Linked DNA regions of Mus musculus: region 2 is linked to region 1. A link is a contact called in public Micro-C data. All regions are on one chromosome and are shown on one strand. The core of a region is the stretch at or near the end of the contact, and the rest is flanking DNA. Distances in the headings are between cores, read along the strand shown. Region 1 has its middle 50 kb from the start of Zc2hc1a. Region 2 holds the start of Zc2hc1a (zinc finger, C2HC-type containing 1A).

Evidence for each region. A called contact is a pair of places that touch in the nucleus more often than the background predicts.
Region 2: a Micro-C map of muscle stem cells shows a contact between it and region 1, with 9 times the contacts expected there. The contact joins the promoter of Zc2hc1a here to the enhancer-like site in region 1. A contact is called at or near these places in 3 of 484 Hi-C or Micro-C datasets (cortical neurons, muscle stem cells and myocytes) and 3 of 9 other capture datasets (adipose tissue, embryonic stem cells and pancreatic islet).

The regions. Positions count from the first base shown.
Region 1 is chr3:7,451,228-7,455,898 of GRCm38.p6, forward strand. It overlaps the pseudogene Gm8826. Among named protein-coding and RNA genes, the nearest start is that of Zc2hc1a, 50 kb to the right of the region's middle. Within about 2 kb of position 2,299, at least 6 of the 459 cell types and tissues checked have an H3K27ac peak or open chromatin away from gene starts, as enhancers often do. A contact at or near this core is called in muscle stem cells, where this site is marked.
Region 2 is chr3:7,501,288-7,505,958 of GRCm38.p6, forward strand. It overlaps Zc2hc1a (zinc finger, C2HC-type containing 1A), which reads left to right and starts at 2,139. Exons shown (of 9, transcript NM_173181.3): 1 at 2,139-2,240. The coding sequence starts at 2,225. It also overlaps the pseudogene Gm23592.

The DNA of each region.
Region 1 (4,671 bases), core at 1,049-3,548:
CATCCAGATTTAATTTTCATTCTATCTCATGCTGAATCCTATGTGGCTGTGGAAGAGACAAGTGTGACGTGGCTCCCACCCCAGGTGCACAACCAGCAGGGTATGGGCCTCCATGAGTGTTGATAGTTCTTGGTGTGAGGCTTACTTGTATAATAACATACATAATATATTTTATGTTCCTCCTTTGGGAGATGTTCTCTCTGCTAAGATTAATGACTCCACAATAATTAGAAGCACTAACAAGTCTGTTAGGCAAGTGTGTATCTTAGCAAAATGTTAAGTGCTGTGGTCTTCAGGACAGCCCTTAAAGCTACTGGAAAGAACTCTAAAAACACAAGTTCAAAAATAATAATTTCTCAACTATGCAAAATATAAGAATGCAATATGAAATATATGAGGGGCTTCATGGACCTAAAAACACAGGGGCAGCTGAACTATAATCCAGCTTGTCAAAAAGATATTATGGAAGGAGATAAAGAGATTTAGGGAGTGTTGATCTCAGAACGGGATTCTACCCAGCTAACTTAATGTCTGTTTCCAAAAGCAGGCAGATCTCTTAATTCATTCTTATGTATTTAAAGAAATTTATACTTGGTCTCTTTTTCTAAGAATTAAATGGCTAAGGTCAGAGAATGCTGATTCATGGGATAATCAAAAGGGAACGTGGGTAAACAATTGAATTGATTAAAAACAAAAAAAAACAAAACCAAAAAAAACTGGGCTTTGGTCTGCAAGAGCTGAGCTATCTAATTGAACTGTCTAAAGAGCTGTCTCAAGCAAAACACCAGGGTCGCTTTGCACCCACCTCACTGACTTTGAGTCATTTCTTTTGCTGCTCCCAAGCACCCCTTCCTCAGAGCTCCTTCCAAGCAGAGGCTGTTCCTTGACAATCCCAGATTATCAGTTGGCTCCTACTCTAATACAATCTTGCTGATAGATTATCAGTTGGCTCCTACTCTAATACAATCTTGCTGACCACTAGGATTCTATCCCCTATTTCCCTTGTAATTATCTGTAGATCACATATGTGAGAATGCTGTGAAACTAGTAACAGATTTCAATTGATTTTTTAATTGAAAATAGAGTTGTCTTGCATAATATACATGCCAATTATAGTTTACCCTCTCAACACTCCTCCCAGCTCCATACCCTGCTTCTCCTAGATCTACTCCCTCTCTGTTTCCTCTTCAGTAAAGATCAGGCCTCCAATAGATGACAGCCAAACATAACAAAACAAGACACACTAAAGAAAGGCAAACACCCTTATATGATGGCTGGTCAAGCTAACCCAAAAGAAGAACAGGAGTCTCAAAAGCAAGCAAAAGACTCAACAACACCCACTCCCATTGTTAGGGGTCTCACAAAAGTTCCAAGTTAGCAGCTACAACACATCCACAGATGACCTGGTGCAGACCGATGCACACATATTTGACATTTAATTATGATTCATAACTGTAGCAAAATTGCAATCCTAAGTAACCACAAAAATTAATTTTACGGCTGAGGATTACCAGGAACTAAGGAACTGTATTAAAGATTCACAGCATGAGTAAGGTTGAGAAGCACTGGACAGGAGTGTAGATGGAAAGTCTTCATGCAGGCATCAGCTTGAACTTACACATTCAATGAACTGCATAAATGTTGTCCTAATGGGGACCCCTGCTCAGACTTCATTTTTTTTTCTGTACAAGATTAAACAGAATTCCCAAGTCTACTTATTTTTCCTTATAGTTTTGCAATTTTCACTCCAACTTATCATCATTAAATTTTTTGGTCTCATCAACTGTGTTCTGAAGAAAAAGCATTTGCTTGTCTTTTTGGCTATATGCGTTTATCACATTCAAGGCATTGGAAAACATTCAGCAAGCAAATTCAGACTTAGTGTCTTCAATGGATGTTTCCCCTGTAGCAAATGTAGGACATAATCATCTGTTATACTGTATCATAACTGGTCAACAAGATAAAACAGGAAAAAAGAGTAAAATTCAAGAGCCCCTTACTATACTAAATTCCAAGCAAACAAATTTTAGACATGCTAAATATTCATACACATTGGCCATCATCTATTGGAACTGCCTTACAATGGAGTTTCATTTCTCTGCTCTCAGACAGCACTCTGTTGTGTCTCTAGCTCATAAAAGAATATTTTCAATGAATCTGATTCTCCAAAGACAGCACTTCACAATTGAGAAGGAAAAACATGACCATCTGTTCCTTCCCTTCTTGGGTCAATCTGACACCACCCGCTGGCAGTTGTCTTCTTTCTTGATTTGTTTTCTTCCCATCCAGCCCACTAGCCTCCCACTGACAGGTTCCCCACAGGCCTCCTCCCAGACATGGTGTCCATATTCCTTTTCCCCTACTCTTACACCACTGCTCTTCCTCATTTGAGATCTTCATTGTTCTCACATTTGAGAATACACAGCTGTGTGCCTGCTCCATCCTACAAACCCAGTTTCCTTCCAGTCTTTTTGTTCATCATGTTCTGCACAATGGCTACTTTCTTCCCAAGTACCACTCAGCTTTTGTAAGAGAATGAAAGAACAGAAAAGAGACACCAATCTTAATTTGCAAAGATGTGACTGGATATCAAGTTTGTTCCAAGTATGGAAATAACTGAGTCATTAGAGAGCCAGTGTTGTTTCAGACAGAGGATAGCGACATAGCGATGCTGTTCAGAGTCTTCCTCACCTCGATTATTAAAGAATTTCCCTGAGTCATCCATGATCTATGACAGAGTCATCAGGGTAGTCACCACCAAGTGCCACAATTCCAAACAAGTATAAGCTCTTCCAAAATTAGTGTCACACACTTGCTTAACCATATTTATTGCTGCTGTATTCATAAGAGCCAGATACAAGCTAGGTGTTCCTCAACAGAAGAATGAATAAAGAAAATAATATAAAAATGAAAGTATGAAATTTGCAGGCATACTAGAAAAAAAATCATCCTGAGTGAGGTAGCACAGACCCAGAGAGATAAATATAATGTGTATGTATGTGAATATTAGTCATTAAATAAGTGATAGTCAAGCTACATTCCATGGGCCCAGAAAGATTAGGTATAAAGAAAGGGACTAGGGGGAAGACATGGTTCTTACTGGAGGGCAAATAGAATAGATTTTATGGGTGGGCTAGGGATGAGGTGTAAGAATGAAAGGATCAAGTAGGGAGAGGAGACTTCTGGTCTCCTTTGGTTCTACTGCAACCAGCATTTTCATCCGCCATTGCTGATTCTGCAGCGCTCCACGTGTTTTGTTCTGACAGAAAGCTCCTGCTTCATATGCTTGAAGAATGGCACTCGCCATCACTCTGAAGTGGGGTTGTCGGGAATACTCAGTGACCACGCTCTCAGAAGATGATACTACGCTGGATCCCAAGCAGTTCCTCAAGACCCTTTATGGGAGTGCTCGCAGAGCATCAGAAATTACTAGTGCTCAAAGTTAGTGGCAAACCTGCAGAAAATGATGTTAATCTTGGAGTTCTCAAAACTGAAACCAAGTACTAAAATCATGATGATGGGAACTGGTGAGGAGAGCTTGGAAGACATCTTATGTCCTCCCCGGACAATGATGATGTCATCAGTGATTTTGAAGATGGAGTAGTTGAAGTAGAAAATAGGGAGGAAAACCTCCTGAAGATCTCTGACAGAGTCAAGGAGTACAAAGTGGAAGTGCTGAGCCCTCCCAGGGAAGGGAGGAAGCTCCTGGTGCAGGATGGTGATTATACACTAGCTTTGATCATAAGTCCTGTGCAGAGACTGGGGTCGAGTTAATGAGACCATATCTTCATGAATTTCTAACATCTGCATATGAAGATTATGACATTGTTACTTGGTCTACAACAAATATGAAGTGGATTGAAGCTAAAATGAAAGAACTGGGAGTGAGCACAAATGCCAACTATAAAATTACCTTCATGCTGGACAGTGCTGTCATGGTAACTGTGCACACACCACGAAGAGGGCTCATTGATATGAAGCCTCTTGGTGTCGTTGGAAAAAGTTTTCTGAATTCTACAGCTAAGACAAAAAAACAAAAAACAAAAACAACAACAAAAACAAAACAAAACAAAAAACAAAAAAGAAAACCAATAAAAGACCACTATGTTTGATGACATAGGAAAAAAATTTTCTAATGAATCCACAAAATGAACTGAAGATAAGGCCTTTCGTGAAAGCTCATCTAAACTGTGATAAAGACAAGGAACTGATGAAGCTCACTCAGTACCTCAAGGAGATAGCCGGGCTTGATGCCTTCCTGGAGCTGAATCACAAGGACTGGTATCTACCAGAGGAGCAAGAACAGTAGTGACACTCAGAGCTGGAGATCCCTGGGGTTCGTGGGCCATTGTTCTTTGCTAGGCATTACCACAGTTGTGCTGGACACTGAAGCAGATGCCAGGCAGGCTGCTGAGCTTTGTAAATTCAATTTTGTAATTTTTTGAAGATCATAACAAAGTGCTAAAAATATGTTCTCTTCTCTCTGTGTTAATTTACTCTTGAAAAAATGTCCTCAGGCATTAACTATTGAGGTGTTTCCCAAACCCTCTAAAAATGCAAAAATAAAGGAAAATGAAAATTGGAGGAAAATAAATATACCTCTGTCATCCTGTGACTTTGGAAATGAGTTTTGTCTTGTGTTTTTATGCCTTTGTCTCCTTGTTTAATCAG
Region 2 (4,671 bases), core at 889-3,388, 50 kb after region 1:
CAGGACCCACTATCACAGGATGCTTTGGTGAAGGATTGGGCCAGTTCTGTACAGCCTTCAAACATCAACCTTTCTCTGGGCAGCAGCCCAGAACAGGGGCATCCTTCACTTTGCCTTTGGAGGTAACAGAGTTCTGTTACTGTATGGCTATGGACCCAGACATGGCCTTCTGTAACAATGCGGGACTACATCACCATGGTCCCAGATGACATCACAGGCTACTCACATCAGGATGTTCCTCACTCCAGTTCTGCCTCTCCTCGTGTGCCCATACCCTTCTGTTTCTCTTTGTCTTCCAATTCTCTACCGCTTACTTGCTCCTCTTACTAGCACCTAGGGTCTCTGAATGTCTGGGGTTGTCTCAGGAGTACAATGCCCTGTTCATGCGTTATGGTGCTAGTCAGGGGTCCTGTCAGGCATGGCCTATCCCCTTAGGCCTGCATAGCCCTCCACTGGCAATCATCTCAGGATACCTCTCTGCCCAGACCCCATGGCACCATTCTGATGGTCATCTCAGCCCTGGACACTGTATGCTTCCCCATCCCCCCACCCCTGCCCCCGACAGGCCCCTCATGCCAGACTGGTAGCTTTTCTGACAGGCCTTTTTCCAGAAATGTGAGGTAAATTATTCATGGGTCAGAACACTGAACTAGACATAGCTTCTCTCCTCTCTGCCATCTACTGGCAGACATGTGATATAGCAGCCACACCTGTAAGGCTTCTAGATGGCAGGGCCTCTTAAGGTACTTTTGTTATTGTTGCTATTTTTATTATTGTTATTGATGTTACTGTAGATTTTATGGCTAATAAGGCTTGTGTCCATCATCCTAATATTTGTCTAAACTTGCAATATGCAAAGTAAATGTCTTCTTTATTTTGATAATTCTTTTTGTGTTCTTTTTATTTTTTTGGGCATTCTTATGAAAGCTGTCCTCAACCTCATCTGATTTTGTCTTAGAAGCATGGCCAGGGGACTGGTGGTGGCGGGGCTCTCTACACCAATATAGGGTAACTAGGTTGGTTGCCTGCATGGAGGTCCCAGAAACTCAGAAGTCAGGGAAGCCCAGAGCAGAACAAGGAAAGGACTCATGAGATAATTGCAGAATGGAAGTTTCTTATACTATTCTGTACCAGACTCGGACTCTACGGTCTTCACACCCACTGTGAGCGTCTTCTCACAGATAAGACCTCTTGGCGTTTGCTTGTTTAAACAAAATCAGAGAGTTACTGACATATTTAAGTGTATACAGAATTAAGACAACTTTTGAATTAAACTGCTCAACAAGAAAACAGTGTAAGACTTGTTACGAACAAAATATATTGATAACTTAGTAATGGACACCCCAGAATCAGTAAACAATATGATTGGTTTATTCTTGCTAAGTAAAATTTTCGAAGAGTTTTAGTAAGGGTAAAATGTGTTAGACTGTGAAGCAAAACCGTTTGAGTGGTTGGATTCCATTTTGACTCTGACAGAAAGACACCTTTGTGCCTTGATAGGTTAGCTTCCCAGTTTAAAGCGCTCAGTACAGTACAGCCTTGATGAGATGCAGAACTGCAGTTGAGGGCAAGCATAGTGCTGGCCAGGGAAAGATTGTGCAACGGGGAAGTTTCATTTCTAATTTCGGGCCTAACTTTTTATAGTTAGAAAACTGTTTCAGAAGTTTGGCGCAATCTCAGTTCCACAGTCCCATACAGAAAATATGACTTACCTAGGAAACAATGTCTTAGCCCATAGAGCTGTGTCTGAAGAACAAGGCTAGAGGATGTTGCTTGATTTAAAAGGGCAGTGAACACGGGATGGTGCTGGACCAAGGCCCCCTTATCTTGTTACAAGAGCTCAGAGGGACCTGTTAAAAAGACATTCTCTTACTGACTGGAGATGAGGAGCTCCGAGATGCGGAGGCATTCTAAGCTGGAAAACAAGGTGTGAGCCTAAATGTGGCTGAAGTGGAACAAAGGCGTGTAAGGATCTCGGATTGCCAACAAAAGTAGCTGCGGTTTCCAGGGAGGGTGGTTGGAAAAACCTTGGTGGAAGGAGAGTCCCTCGGGAGGTGGCAGAAGGCGCAGCCCCGCCCTTAGTAGCTCCGCCCCTGTCACCCCGCCCCCACCCGCGCGGACCAATAGGAGGCCGGGATGTTAGAGTGTGGGAGGTGCGGCCGTGTTGCTACAGCAGGAACTGGGCGGCGGCGGGTGCTGCCTGCGGAGCCTGAGGCGGCGCGTCATGGACGGACTGGAAGGTGAGACGCGAGGGGGATGCGACCGCGGGGCTCCAGCGGGCCCGAGCGACCGGGGCCTGGAGTCTGGGGGCAAGTGCGGCCGGCCGGCCGGCTCTGCAGCGAGGTCCCCGCGCTCGCCGACACCCGGGGCGGAGCTGGCGGCCCCTTACGGGAGCGGTGGCCGCGGGCTGCCCGCCGGGCACGGTGCTCGACTTCACCGCGGGGTTGGAGCCCCCGCGTCCTCACTTCTGCAAGGCCTAACTACCATGTCGGGTCCTTTCTGGACCCCTGAGTTTCCTGTGGGCACTAGGTGTCTCTGGTCGAGTCTTATCTTTGCAAAGTGTATTCTTGGTTAAGGTTCGCGACGCCCGGGTCGCCAGCTCTTGCTGACCCCTCAGGACCTGCCCTGCCTCCAGCGAGCTCTGGACACACACCTTGGACAGTCGTAGGTCCATTCCTTCCATTTCTACCGCACCTTGCTCGGAGAGATGCCGGAGCATCTCCCAAGGAAGTGTCCCTGGCGAGCTCTACAGCAGGGACAATAGCTTCAACATTAATGGTTTATTCACGAGGACGGTCTAGGGAAAAGCCAGCTTTGCTTCCTTATCTTCACTTTATCCTGGTGCCTTAGCCATGGCTTCAGATTTTGTTTTGTTCCCAGTTCTTTCCCTTTCTTCATCCATTTTAATCCCGCGCTAGGACAACATTTCACTTAAAAAACAAAGGAAGGAAGAAAAAAAAAATCTTAACAGTGGTGACAACAGTTTCAGGATTTAAAAAGACTAGGGATCTTTCTGATATACAAGCTTTCAGAAAATTTGGATCCTGCTGCCTTAAAATAGTTTTTTTTTCTCTCTTAAAATTGTTTCACCACTTACTGTACTTGGAATGAATAGGGGACTTGATCCCTTCATTTTCTTGTATTATAGATAGTCAAATATTTCAGGACATGTTACGAAGTTAACAGTGGTAACTGATAACTCTTCCCCAGTGATTTAAGTGTACCAGAAAGAAAATATAATAATATGATTATGAATTTTATTTCACAATGATATTTTGCAGTTAAGCTTTCTCCAAACATCTTGAAGGTGATAAAGAATTCTAATAGATCATTTATGCTGCAGATTAGCTGTGAAGGTCTTGCTTGGTGTACCACTCAAATTAACATGAAATGAGAAATTGTAATGACAGCATACCTTTCAAAAATCTCCTATTTTTGGATACCCCTACAGGCAACTCATTTTAGTGATTTACAACTATACTAGTATAGGGACTGTATAGAGAATAGAGTTGAAACATAGGTGTGAAGACTTTACAACGCTATCATACTGCATGAAGAGTGTTTAAGAATACTTCCCAGATTTTTACTGATCAATATTTACAGTGAAAGAAATATTCATCCAATGTTTCACTTATTTATCTATGCATGCAAAGAATAAAAAATTGTCAAAGTTCTTGCTATCTAAATCAGAAATTTAGGAGAAATAATCGAATACTAGTATAATATACACTCTGTGTGTGTGTGTATGTATGTATGTATGTATGTATGTGTGTAGAACATAAGGATCCTCATGTAGTATGCAATGAGCATGATTCATGAGTCAGGTTTATGTTAAGCAGTACTGGCCCTTAAACTCTTTGATTTTTCTTTTCCTGAACAAACTAAGATGCCATCATTTCATGCATTCAATTATAATAAATTAGGTTGAAATATAAGGAAATCATTGTTTCTGTCTGGCAGAACAGGTAAATATTGGCAACTAAAAGTGATCCAGCATAGTTAGAGCTCAAAGTGTTCTGTTGAGTGGAAGAGCAGTGCTCGCTCTCTTGTGGTTTTGTCCTGGCTTCAGCCCCACTCCACTTCCATCATTCTTTCAAAAAGTGAGTTCATACAATGTCACATTTTTCAGAGTTCAAAACTTTGAGTCTTAAGGATACCATTTGTTAATTTTTTACCCAGGCTTTCACTTAATAAGCAAGAAGTTGTTTGCTATTTTTTCTCTATAGTAAAAGTTATAGGACAGCATGTAGCATACAATCTTCAAGTTTGTTTGCTTTATCTTTGTCATTGAGCAAAAGTCTTTGACATCTATCTGACTTACATTTCTAGTTGAAAGTAGTTACTGGCCGCCTATTCTTACCCTTTAAAAGGAAATTTTAGTTGCTTACATATAATGTTTACATTACTGAGGGTCTGGGAATTTTATGTCTGGAATTGTCACAAAATGAACTAATAAATTGTACACTGTATTTTGAAGCCAAATGTTAAGCTTTCTTATAATTTTGTATAATTAATAGCAGAACTTTTTGCATGGCTTGAGTAATTAGAGAAAAGCCTTTAATTTCTTTTCATGGAAAGCTATACCCTAGACTTATCTAAGGAGCACAGTAGCAGTTTTAGAATTGGTAAGTTCTAATATCTTACGAGTTTTATCATCTGTAAGATTGAGGT